Regions from separate parts of the Sus scrofa genome. Here region 1 is linked to region 2. Evidence: chromatin contacts called from public Hi-C data. All regions are on one chromosome and are shown on one strand. Each heading gives the region's core, a stretch centred on a gene start, on an enhancer-like site or on the middle of the called end of the contact. The rest is flanking DNA. Distances are from core to core; before and after follow the strand shown. Region 1 holds the start of FAM193B (family with sequence similarity 193 member B). Region 2 holds the start of PDLIM7 (PDZ and LIM domain protein 7).

Region 1 (6,576 bases), core at 1,634-4,133, 57 kb after region 2:
CAGAAAGAAAATAATGTGTGACCTGGGGCATTAGAATCTGTGTGTGGACTAAAAGCGGTCCTATTTGCTGTCTGTGGCTTCACTTCGGCAGGTGACACTGAATTTCACCTTACCTTCCCATTCTAAGTACCTAAGACAGGGTTCTCAGTGGTGGTGGGAGCCAGAGATCTTCATCGAAGGCACGCCTCTGGGCAAAGCAATGACTGATGCCAATCCTTTCAGAGGGTGTTTTTGACCAAGGCACAAAAGCCTGCTTCTAGCATCCAGAAACCCCTTCCACAGCAAAAAAGGGGCACAATCAGAAGAAAGACTGTCAGTTTGTTTCACCTATTGTGGCTACAGTTAAAAAAAAAAAAAAAAAAAAAAAAAAAGCCTTGTTAGGTCTCCCAAAGTACACAAGAGTCTCTTTTTCGCAGGGGGGGCGGTGGAGAAGGAAGGGTACCTGTAGTAGGAATTATCTGTACAAATGTTTAGTTGCCCTGAGTTTGTTTCTTTATCTGAAAAATGGGATAATAGTATTTATATCCTATTTAAAATTTGTGATTAAAATTTGCTAATCATCAGGCCTGAGGGTACAAAGGTAACTAACATGGTTTCTGCACTCTCAGAGTTTACATAGCAAAAGCAGACCAAAAATTATATGAATTAACTTATCACATTTGTGCTAAATGTTCAGGAGAACACAGGGGTGGTGGGAAGATATGTAAAATGTCTGGCATGAATGAATGAATGAACACGGTAAGAACACGGTGGGAACCTATCCCCTTAATGAAGCTTATGGCTCCTAGAAAAGTTGGGTCCTAATGGTTAACCCATCAACCAAACTTTCCGGCCATGAAAACTACAGGCTGGCTAAATGGCAGGGGACCCTAAAGCATTTTATGGTCTGAAAGAAAGAGAAGACAACAGCTCCCTGGCTCTCCCTTCTCCACTCTCCCCTTCTGCAGAACAGCACTCTCAGGGGAGCCCAGAGGCAGGAAAGAAAAGGCTAGAGGGAGAAGCACCTTCAGGGTTGGAAGTCAGACCAGGCGAGCTGACTTCCAACCTGAAGAGTGAAATCCCTTGGAACCAGCTCAGGGTAGGGTGTAGGGGTGAAGGTAGGGCCTCTGACCCTCAATAACTGGTGACATCTTCATTAATTAAAAATCTTACTGTGATCTGAGACACAAAGGAGACCAGTATCAAAACTGGGTTACGATAAGCACAGGTTCTCAAGGGATTCACTCTCTCATTCACCTAGTTATTCCTACTCCGTGTCAGCAAGGCCCAGGGCTAGGGGTGGAAGACCAGAGATATATGACATGATCTGTGCTCCTGTGGAGTTCACAGTTCAGTGCCGGGAACAGACACATCAACAGAATGTCTCATTGTAGAATAGGGAGTGCTACCAGAGGGGAGCACAGGGGGCTGTGGGCACAGAGGGAGCACCTCACCCAACTGGGGAGGTCAGGGAAGGCTTTCTGGGAATGGTACCCCAAACAGCATCCCCACTCACATGCACAATTCCAGGGATTCTACTAGAAGGCTGTCAAGAGCCATGCCTTCTGGCTGCACCAGCCTCCCAGAGTCCCCTGCTGCCCGATGCAGTGTCTGCAGAGCCAAACGCATCTTCCGCCACGCCTCATCCTCATCCGGCGCTGCATCCGACCCTCCAAGACTCCTGCAGGAGCCTGCCTTTCTTGGCAGGCTCAGCCAAAAAACCAACTCAAAACTCTTTTGTCAGAGCAAGCTTAGGGCGAGCCACCCAGCCCCAGGTGCCATAACCCTCCCAGAGCAACTGTGGCTCATGCCGCCCCAGCTTCGCAGTGAACACTGGCAGGGTACCTCCTATTATTTCCTTTGCTCAAAAGAAAGTGACCTTCTTCCAGGTGGCAAGCTGGAAGCCTTGGAGAATCCTCCTCCTGCTCACTCTTAGCAGGATTCGCCAAACCCAGGGATCCAAGGGTCTGGGTGGACCGCCTTGGGGGTCGAGGCGGGGCGGGAGAGCGGGTATAGGGGGAGAGAGCAGCTTTGCTCTCACTGAGGGTTGCCACCTCAGTGCAGGAGGCCCACCAAACAGTCTCCTAGGCAGCCTGGCTGTCGGCTGCAACTGCTCTGCTGGGCAAGGAGAGGAGGGAGGCCTCGGGAGACATATGCTGGGAGCACAGCTGCCGAGGGGGCAGCGAGGGGAAGGGGTGGAGCCGCTCCCAGGGGGAGAGGGAAGAGGCTGCAGCCTTCCAGGTCCCAGCGCCCCGAGGTAGCCTATGAGTGGGGGAGCATGTGGGCCCAGAGGAGATGAAGGGCACAGGGCTGAGCTGTGGCCCCAGGATCCAAGCGCAGTCCCAGTGGGTGTGCGACCAGAACGTTTCCCGGAGGCGGTGGGAGAGGGTAGGCAGCCTGGCCTCAGGACAGGTCGGGCCGTGCCTCAGCTTTGGACATAAGGGTGCTGGCTCCACTCCCAACTTGGGGGAGAAAGCCTCAGCCCTGGTCCTAAGGAGTAAGGCTCTGACTCCGGCCGGATAAGGATGATCCACCCCCAAGCCCGTCCCAGCTCCGTTCCGGGGTGTGAAAGTGCCCAAGCAGCCAGACTCGCCTCTCTCGCTCCTACCTGGGGGACGGGCGCCAGTTGGAGCTCGTCGTCCTCTCTAGGGCCGTCGCGGTCGGGCTCGGCCGACGCCTCCGGGGATCCTGCACCCGCTCCTGCTTCCAGGCACGGCGGCGGCGGGGGCTCCGGCGCCTGGGGCTTCTGCGGCCCCGCGGCCCGCGCCCGCTCGCGCCGGCCCGCGCAGCCGCTCGGCCTGCTCCGCCTCCGAGTCATGCTGCTCCTCGCTCCGCTCACTCGCTCAACTCGCGCCGCCACCGCCGCCGCCGCCGCCGCCGCTCCCCTCACAGGACAACAGCCAATATGGCGGCGCCCGACTCCCCCTCCGCCGCTGCCAGCAGGTCAAAGGGCACGCGGAGTCCGCGCCGCCGCACTAGCCCCTCGAGGCTGCCTGCGCCATTTTGAATAAGGTCACCACCCGGAGTTTCGTGGGAGAATGAACCTGGTCAGGAAACGCCCACCCTGGGATCCAAGGAATGAGAGAGGGTGTACGCTGTGGTAGCAGTGCTACAAGCCCTGGGCGCTTAATAACTTGCTGTTAAGTGGGTGAGTGAATTAATAATTTCTATAGTGCTACGCTACTTTCACGGCCTCGACCTGACTCCTCGCACCCACATGGTGTGACAGGTATGATAGTTCCCATTTTGCAGTAGAGAAAACCTAGGCTACAGATGGTGAAATGGTTGCTCAACATCGTAGCGAGAACTCATGGGTTCGTTCATAGCCTGAGCTGAAAGGGACGAAGGGATTGTCTAGGTCTTTATTTTCAGTGTATGGTCCACTCAGAGTCTAGCATTTGGTGCTTGCGACAGCGAGACACAGACCTGACTTCTTCCTTAATCTAGTGGGGAAATACACAATTACAAGTGTGATAAAGATGAGATGACTGGGGTACGTACTAGGTCAGTGTTTCCAAGAAAATGGTATGTGTGCAAAAGAATTTTGAGTGGTACACAAAGGAACATTTAAAAATATAATGATTATGGAGTTCTCTTCTAGCTCAGCGGTTAACTTACCCGACTAGGATCCATGAGGATGCAGTTTTGATCCCTGGCCTTGCTCCGTGGGTTAAGAATCCAGCGTTGCCTGGAGTTGCCGTCGTGGCGCAGTGGTTAACGAATCCGACTAAGAACCATGAGGTTGAGGGTTCGGTCCCTGGCCTTGCTCAGTGGATTAAGGATCTGGCGTTGCCGTGAGCTGTGGTGTAGGTCGCAGACGCGGCTCAGATCCCGAGTTGCTGTGGCCCTGACCAGTGGCTACGGCTCCGATTAGACCCCTAGCCCGGGAATCTCCATGCCGAGGGAGCGGCCCTAGAAAAAGGCAAAAAGACCAAAAAAAAAAAAAAAAAAAAAAAAAAAAAAAGAATCCAGCGTTGCCTGGAGCTGTGGTATAGGTCGCAGACTCGGCTCCCATCTCACATTGCTGTGGCTGTGGTGTAGGCCGGCAGCTGTGGCTCTAATTGGACCCCTAGCCTGGGAACTTTTCTATATGCCATGGAAAAAAGCAGAAAAAAAAAAAATATATATATATATAAAATGATTATGTATTTAGTTGTCAAAATGGGTTATTTTCCCTCCCTTTCTTTTTTGAATATATAAGACATGCACATAGGACAAATTTTTTTTTTTTATGGCCACACCTGCAGCATTACAAATTTTTAAAAATAGTTTTGAGGACAGTCTGTCTCATGCCAGGGGCAGTGGTACCCTGAAACCATATGGTGGTTATATATAGAGTTTCTGTCCATCCATCAACAAGGGCAGAGTTCTGATGTTGACTCAACCCAGGAAGCAAGGGATAAGTGGAAAAGGCCCTGGAGCTCTCCCTACCAAGAAAGGAAATGAAAAAAATACTTCATCTTATCACAATTAACACCACCATCAGAGAACTGAAAGATTCAAGGTGATTCCCACTATATCGACATTACCTCTTCAGGTTGCCCAGAATAGAAGATATTTTTATTTTATTTTATTTTTAATTTTTATTTATTTATTTTTGCATTTTAGGGCCATACCTGAGGCATGGGGAAATTCCCAGGCTAGGCTTCCCAGCCTACACGACAGCCACTGCAATGCCAGATCTGATCCGAGCTGCATTTGTGACCTACGCCACAACTCACGGCAACACCAGATTCTTAACCTACTGAGTAAGGTCAGGGATGAACTTATATCCTTGTGGATGCTATTTTGGTTCATTACCGCGGAGCCACAATGGGAACTTCACCAGAATAGAAGACAAATGGTATTTTTTCCCCGGTTATTTATTTTTATTGTGGTAAAATATGGGTAACATAAAACTAACTATCTTAACCATCTCTAAGTGTAGAGTTCAGTGGTATTAAGTACATTCATACTGATGTGCAACAATCACCACCACCCATCTCCAGAATTCTTTTCTTCTTGCAAAACTGAAACTCTGTTCTCATTAGATAATAACTCTCCATTCTCCTGTCCCTCCAGCCCCTAGCAACTACCATTCTACTTAAAAAAAAAAAAAAAAAAAAAAAAACCAACTCTGTCTTTTCCCTATACCCAGCCTCTGGTAACCACTATTTTACTCTGTTACTATGAGCTTAGCTTTTTAAAAAATTCCAGAGTTCCCTGGTGGTCTAGCATTTAAAGGATCCAGCATCATCACTGCTGTGGCACAGGTTTGATCCCTGGTCCTGGAATTTCCATATCCCATAGACATAGCAAATAATAATAATAATAATTCCACATATAAGTGACATCATGCAATATTTGTCTTGTGACTGATTTGTTTCACTTAAAATGTCCTCCAGTTTCATCCATATGGCAAATGTCAGGAATATCTTTTTTAAGACTGAATAATATTCCTTTATATTTGTGTTATTATATATTCCTATGTATTTTGTATATACTTATATATTCATACACACACAGATATCTTTCTATCTAGACATATATCACATTTTCTTTATCCATTCATACATCCACAGGGAAGATAGATGGTCCTAAAGAATGACCAGATGTTATAATAAACTCATTCTGGTAGGGAATCCAACTGCAAGGACTTTTTCAGAGTGGCCATTCTTGGAGCAGATTGGTGAAATTGTTCAACCACAATTATAGGTCTGGCCAATGCTTTTTCTTCTATACCAAACCTCAGGAGGAGTTTGTGTTCCTCCGGCAGGGGTGGCAGTAAACCATTACTGTCTTGCTTCTAGGATAGGTCACTCTTTGGATGCACTGAGTTTGCAGGAATTTTTGTCCAAATCACCATTCCATTGGATATCAGGCCAAGCTACTGTGACAATGATGACAATATCCTGATGGACCTTGAGGACAGGAAGTTGTAGATACCCTAGGTGATTTAGTAAGCATGGTGTGTGTGCCTGAAGGCAGATAATAAACCCCATGAATATTTAGGGGTCTGTCATCTACTCAGTGAACTTTCTAGGGGTCTGGGGTGTGTTGTGATATGCTGCCCCAAATAAAGGACAATCTACTGAACATTACACTCCTAACCTAAGAAAAAGGTACAGTACTTGGTGGGCTTTTTTAGAGTTGGGTATAATATGCCATATTTAGGTACATTATTTTTACCTATTACTGAGTCATTCAACAACTTTAAGGGGGACCGTACATGGAGAGGTTTTCTTACTGGATCAAGCTGCAGAGTAGGTAGTTCTGCCTTTGGCCTTTATATTCAGGTACTGGATTTTGGATCAAAGTTATCTCCTTCAGCAGTTATTTTTCTTCTGAGAAGCAGCTCCTGGCTTGCCCCAGAGGTCTGGTGAAATTGGATGCCTGATTAGGGCCTAGCAAGTGACCACGTGACCCGAGCTACCATGTTATCTGATCTACCCAGCCATAAAATTAGGGGTCACCAGCAGCATTCTATCATCAAGAGGAAGTGACATATATGGCCTGGGTCCAGCACACCCTAAAGGCACAAGGAGGCTGCCTGAGCAAATTGTTTACATTCCTCTCCTACTACTGATATTCATGGTCTCATGGAGGGTTGTTTATGAT
Region 2 (6,791 bases), core at 2,056-4,555:
TCCCCTATCTTACCTCCAGTTCAATTCAACCCCTTACAATGGGCATGGGGAAGTGACACCCTTGAGGGGAAGTGACTTACTCAAGGTCATGGTGAGTCAGTAGAAGGGAAACCAGGTCTGGCCACTCCCTCCCCACATTGGGGCCTGGGAAGTGTGAGCTAAGCCTGAGGTGGGGGGTATGGGGTGGGCAGAAGCAGCTGGCTCCCAGGGAGGGGCTGGGGAGCTGGGGACTACTCCTCCCCTGGAGTGAGGAGGACAAGAAGCACAGGAGAGATAGGGGAGCAGTCTGAGAGGTAGAGACAAAAGCAGAAGAGAGGTGGGGGGTCGGGTGTGTCTGGAGAGAGAAGCAAGGAGGCCCAAGGGACCGGGGAGGGGAAAAGCCAGGGGGTTGGACACTGCACGGAGGTGGGGGGTGAGTCAGCCTGAGGGCTCCACGGAGCAGCCCAACCCCCAAATCCCAGACGTTACCTCATCTCCCAGGCTCGGGCCCATAGCCAGCCCTAGCCCCTCCCTCCCCACTCCACGCTGGGGTCAGGGTAGAGGGAGAGAGGGCGGGCCCAGCTCAGAAAAGACCACCCTACACACCCGCCCACCCACCAGGGCCTAGGTCCAACTCCAGGGCTGGGCTCAGCTGGTGGCCCCACCCACATGCTAGGCCTGCTGACAAGGGAGCCTGGGCTCAGGGTGCCCCCAGCAGGCCACATCTGAAAGTCCATCCCCTAGGCTACTTTGTTGCCCATCCTCACCAAGGAAGAAACTGAGGCTCAGAGGCCAAGCCAAGGCCTACAGCTACCCAGTCACACTGGCTAGCACTTTCCCAGGGAAGGGGTATACAGGGGGAGGTTTCCAGGGCTGGAGAGACTCGAGAATTGTGTACAGGGTGGGTATATGTGGTAGGGAGATCACTGCCCTTAGCTACCCTTCCGGCAGCGCAGCTCCCAGGGTAGGATCCCTGAGAACAGTGACAGCCTAGCTGTTCTGGCCACCAAGCCCAATTCCGACAGACTCTGCTTTGGGGCCCCCTTGAGCTCAGCTGCGGCTGGACAACCCTCCGGCCCCCTCTAGGCTGTGCTTGCCCTGGGCTTCCTGCCAATAGCTGCCTGCCCACCAGGAGCCTGGGTGGGTCTCTCTGGATAAGCGGATATGGGAGCAGGAAGTCCCCACCTCCTCCTGAACCCACCCTCCACCCCCCACCACAGTGAGAGATACCAGCCCAAGGGCTGGACTCTCTCTCAGGGCAGGCAGCTTGTTTTACATGTCCCACGGCCGATCCCATGGCTAGAGCCACAGCCTGGGGGCGATGAGCTGAGGGGCCCACTGATGTGGTCAGGGGTCCAGGCCCAGACCAGCCTTTTTCAGCCCTGCAGACTCCAGCCACCAGTTGGCCATCCCTGCGTGGGGCTGCATTCTTGGGCTTATAAGGCAATCCCCCTGCCACAGGGAGGAGCCGGCCCCTAGCTCCACCCCCACCAGGACAGGATCTCAGAAGCTGAAGTCAGAGTCCTAGAGACCCATCCCAACCCCTGCTTGGGGTCAAAGCCCACTCCATCCTGAATGGGACCAGTGGATGGGATGGAAGGTCCTCACACAGGCCGGGGAGAGGCACCCCTCACACACACAGACTGCTGGCCATCCCTGTGGCTGAATTCCAATCCCTGTTTTGCCACGGAGTTGCTGAAGGAGCCCTTTCACCTCTCCGAGTCCTGAGTTAGCTCATCTGGAAAAACAGGATGACAGTTGCTATTCCCTGGGTGGCAGTGAGAATGAAGTGAGATCCTGCAGTCAGAGAGCCCTGCCTGGGGCCTAGCTCCAAGCATTGCTCTCTCAAGGAGCTTAGACACTTCCTGGAGACCTCAGAATGGGCATCCCCCTGGGCCTTGGAGGTGGCCACAGGAGCTTCGTGGAACAGCATCAGGTACAGTGCAGTGCTAGGGAAGTGTGGGGGCTCCTCTCCTAGTATCTCCCTAGTTAGGTTGGTAGTCTTCGTGGCAGTGCCCACATATCTGGACCTGGGCACCTCCTGGCCTACCGGCCGTGGCTCACTCCTGTTCAGGCTCTTTCTGTCACCCACTGGAGATCTGAGCACCCCAAGACCCCTGGGGGAGCCCCTCCCTCAATCTAGGCTCACCCGGGAGATGGAGAGGGGCACATTGAAGTCCTTGCCCCCCTGCAGCCGGAAGCCCCAAGGTGCTGGCCCCTCCAGCACCACCTTGAAGGAATCCATGGTGCCGCTCCTGAGAGGAGAGAAAAGGTGAGCAGCTGGCATGGTGGGTACACAGGCAGGCCTAGCTCTGGACATCAGGCTTGGACTAGTGCCAGGAAGGCACGAGCAGACGCTGAGCACACCCAGGGCAAGGGTAGGAGGGTAACTTGTTAAGTTTGGCTGGGCTGCTAGCTGGCAGACTTCACTTTGGAAAGGCAGCGGCAACCCCCCTTCCCCAAGGGACAGGGTGGGTGAGGGGAGCCCGAATCCAGCCTTGAGATTCTTTTCATCCAGGAGTGGATCGCAGGGCTAATTTGGCTCTGGCTTCCCCCCAAGCCATCCTTGAGCCTGGAACTAGACGGCAAGGCCAGTCCGGGGCCGGCGTTCCTCCTTTCCCCCGCCCCCAGGTCCCGGCAGGCAGGCCACGGCTGGAGCCTGCTCGGACTATATAAGGCGTGTAAGCTGACACTGTGCGGAGAGCCAACGGAGGGAACACACGGGGGCTCGGGACGCGAGGGGGAGGGGAAGGGGGGGAGGCGGCTGGAGCGGGTACTAGCCATTCCCGGACTAGTCGAAGCTGCCGTGACCCAGGGCGAGACCCCTGAGCGCTGGGGGAACTGGGCGGGTGCGCGGCCCCTGCGTAGGTCGGTGGGGACTGGGACTTCAAAGCGTGGCCAGGAAGGGAATTCATCCTAGAGTTCAGTGGGGGTGATGCCTCCCCCACAGGCCTACCCTCCTGACGTGACTCGGTTTCCCCCTGGTTCCCCGCCCCGGCCCCATGCATTGGCCGAGTCCCGGGGGCAGGAAGCGGCGCAGGCGCCAATCGGCCCCGCCGCAGCCGGCTTCGCCTCAGGAAGGCGGGGGCGGGGGTAGCGGCTCCCGCACGCCGGAGGAAGCGCAGCTTTGGCCACGACCCCTAGTGCCCGCTGTGGCCCCTAACAGGCCTCTGCCCCCCCGCCTGGCCCAGCCCGAAACGCCCCGCACAGTCGCCTGTACCTGCTCGGCCCCTCCGGGGCGCTGCTCAGCAGCGGGCTCCAGAGAGCCGCGCTGGGATCCGCCGCCCGCGTTCTGGCCCCGCCCCCGCCGCAGACATCAGTTATGAGCCCGCTGGAGGGGGCGTGGCCTGTGGCCACGCCTCCGTCAAAAGTTGAGCCCATGAGCAGTCTCCCAGGCAGTAGGAAGCCCCGCCGAATCCTTCCGTACCGCCCAATCACGAAGTCCGGTCTCTCTTTGCGCTGTAAGGCAAGGCTCTCCCTGGTCCCCTTAATGGGGCGGGGCCTGGGTAGGGTGTGGGGGGGTCTGGGCTGCTGGACAGCCCAACCCGCGGCTCGCCCAGCCCCTTGCGCCTCCCTCTGGCCGAGTGAAAAGCAAGTCACCAAGCAAACCAGGCAGATCTGGACCTGAGTCATCTCTAAACCCTAGTTTCCTACTGGGAAAGTGGGACAGTAATACTCGCCTCACAGGCCACCGTGAAGATAGGCATAGTTTGGCGTAAGGCACAGCCATTGATAGCTCAAGAATATCTAAATCGGGAGTTCCCGTCGTGGCGCAGTGGTTAACAAATTTGATCCCTGGCCTTGCTCAGCGGGTTAAGTATCCGGCGTTGCCGTGAGCTGTGGTGCAGGTCGCAGACGCGGCTTGGATCCCACGTTGCTGTGACTCTGACCAGTGGCTATGGCTCCGATTAGACCCCTAGCCCGGGAATCTCCATAATGCCGCTCCTGCGGCGAGCGGCTCTAGAAAAGGCAAAAAGACACACAAAGACACACACACAAAAGGAATATCTAAATCGGACAGACTTGGTCTGGAAGAGGGAGGGGGTGAACCTTGGAGGTGGGGTTAGTTGAGGTCGACACAGGGGGAGCTTACAGTTAAGTTTGCAGAACACTCCACCAAAGGCAGCAGACAGAGGTATAAAGGCCTTTGGCTCCGCCCCGACCCTATGCCCTGCCCTCACTCCTACCCCCTGACCCTCCGAAGGTTTAGGGCTGACCCCCAAACTGTCGAGATAGTCCTGGTACCCCACTCCAGAGTGGGCAGCGCCTCCAGTGGGGGTTTCACAGACCCCACAGCCCCAATGCTAGCGCAGTGGGAGGAAATTGACCAGGGATCAGGATGGGCATCCACCCCTCACCTCCTTCTAGGGCATGGCTGTGGCTACTCTCCTACCTCCACCATCATCATTACATTTCCCCCTATTCTGCATCATTCCCCTCATAATATAAACTGTAAGAATTTTCACTTTTTTTTTTTTTTTTTTTTTGGCCTTTTCTCATTATAGGGCTGCACCCAGGGGCATATGGAAGTTCCCAGGCTATAGCCGCCGGCCTATGCCACAGCCACAGCAAGGCCACAACAGGAATTCCAGTTACTTCCTAATTTAAACTTTCATTTTCCCCACCTCCCTAACTCCTTCCTTACTTCAAGGAAAAAAAATAAAAACAGTGTTCATCTGGTTAGGCCAGTAAAAATCATGAAGTTTTCCTTCCTTTCTCATCTGTGTCATACCTCAGATTCTGTAGATTCCACCTTCTGACTCTATTCCACACCTGGCTGCCGTGTTTGTCCTTGCCACTTGTCTCGTGCTTGGACATCTCAGCAGTCTCTTAACAGATTTCCCTCTTTCTACCCTTGCCCAGTCCCCAGTCTTCTTCAAAATGGTATTTTTAAAGCAGAAATCACACCATACACCTTCGGCTTCTAGCATTTCAGTGGGATGGAGTTGCACCTAAGATAAAACTAAAGTCTTTCAGACACTAATAAACTACCTCCCCCACTTCTCCTGGCTCACTCTGCTCCAGCCATTCTGCCCTCCTCACTGTAAATACAGCAAATACATTCCTGCTTTAGGGCCTTTGCACTTGTGGCTCCTTCCGCTTGAAACACTTTCTCCCAGATATCTAAATAGGTTCTCAGAGTTCCTGTTGTGGCACAGTGGGTTAAGGACCTAACATTGTCTCTCTGAGGATGCAGATTCGATCCTTGGCCTTGCTCAATGGGTTAAGGATTTGGCATTGCCATAAGCTGTGGCATAGGTCACAGAAGCAGCACACATCTGGTGTTGCCAGGACTCTGGTGTAGGCAGCAGCTGCAGCTCTGATTCAACCCCTGGTCCAGGAATTTCCATTTGCTGCAGCTGCACCCATGAAAAAGAAAATAAATTTTTTTTAGCTAAAATAAAATAAACAACAAGCTCTCTCACTCTGCTCAGTTCTCTGCTCAGATGTTGCCTCCTCCTTCTTTGGTCATCCTGTCTAAAACAGCAGCCTGACTCCTCACCCACATCACGTACTAGTGCCTTATCCTGCTTTATTTTTCTCCATAGCACTAACTACCATGGGACATTATATTAAGTGTTTGTTTCTTCGTTGCCTTTGTCCCTATTAGAATGTCAGTCCTATGAGAGCAGGGGCTTGTCTGTCTTGTCCACCATTTCCCCAGTGCCTGCACACAGTGGATATGAATGAACAGATGAAGGAAGGACTGAGAAAGTGAAACAGCAAATGAGTAAAGGAAAAAGTGGTAGCCTGGGGCTCCTGGGAGTCCTTCAGCAGAGAAAGCTCCTGGGTCCAATTCCTTGGGGCCCTGTAAGGCTCAGGTGTAGATGGACCCACCAGACATCCCTACACAGGCCTTACCTGGGTGGGAACCGGCCCTGGGCTGGGACACAGTGCCCCCTAGTGGTCAGGACACTTGCAGCTCCAGAGTCAGGTCCCTAGAGTCCTAGAGGTATCCAGAATTTCTCTTCTACAGTATGGTTGGAAACTCAGAAAAATTGCCACAAAAGGCTTAGATTTATAATTTAAAAAAATCATTCCAGGCATTTTGAGTAGTGTGGTCTTTGTAAGCTTCCATCACGGCATACCGTGGCCAGGGCCAGAAAGTGCAGCCCATCAACCTCATCTTCAGATACTTGCAAAATAGATCTCAGATTCAGGTGTGGCTTTATGAGCAAGTGAATTTCAGATAGAGGGCTGTGTCATTGGTTTTGATGAGTACATGAACCTTGTGTTAGATGATGCAGAAGAAATTCATTCTAAAACAAAGTCAAGAAAACAACTGGGTTGGAGTTCCCATTGTGGCACAAAGGAAACGAATCCGACTAGGAACCATGAGGTTGTGGGTTCGATCCCTGGCCTAGTTAAGGATCCAGCATTGCTGTGAGCTGTGGTGTTAGTCGCAGATGTATCTTGGATCCTGTGCTGTAGCTGTGGCGTAGGCTGGCAGCTGCAGCACCAATTAGACCCCAGCCTGGGAACTTCCATATGCCATGGGTGAGGTCCTTAAAAAAGAAAAAAAGAAAACAATTGGGTTGAATCATGCTAAAAGGAGACAATATTCCTCTGCCCCAAAGTGTCTCCAACTAGAAATGATCAATGAAGTGAAAAACTGCTGAAAAGGCAAGGCAGTTTGTTTTTTCGAGTGTGCTTTGTTGGGAGTGCAGTTTTTGTGTGTTTGTTTTTTGCTTTTTAGGGCTACACCTGGGGCACATGGAGGTTCCCAGGCTAGAGGTCGAATCGGAGATGCAGCTGCCGGCCTACACCACAGCCACAGCAGCATGGGATCGGAGCCGAGTCTTTGACCTACA

Evidence for each region. Hi-C and Micro-C count contacts between places; a contact is called where the count stands out from the background.
Region 1: a contact with region 2 is called in a Hi-C map of liver, with 5 times the contacts expected there. The contact joins the promoter of FAM193B here to the promoter of PDLIM7 in region 2. A contact is called at or near these places in 1 of 5 promoter capture datasets (liver), 7 of 47 Hi-C or Micro-C datasets (brain, embryonic fibroblasts, heart right ventricle and 3 more) and 2 of 2 datasets of contacts at active chromatin or transcription factors (alveolar macrophages and skeletal muscle).

What each region holds. Positions count from the first base shown.
Region 1 is chr2:80,392,678-80,399,253 of Sscrofa11.1, reverse strand. It overlaps FAM193B (family with sequence similarity 193 member B), which reads right to left and starts at 2,883. Exons shown (of 11, transcript NM_001243850.1): 1 at 2,588-2,883. The coding sequence starts at 2,797.
Region 2 is chr2:80,449,527-80,456,317 of Sscrofa11.1, reverse strand. PDLIM7 (PDZ and LIM domain protein 7) reads right to left here and starts at 3,305. Exons shown (of 13, transcript XM_021084381.1): 1 at 3,200-3,305; 2 at 2,129-2,234. The coding sequence starts at 2,224.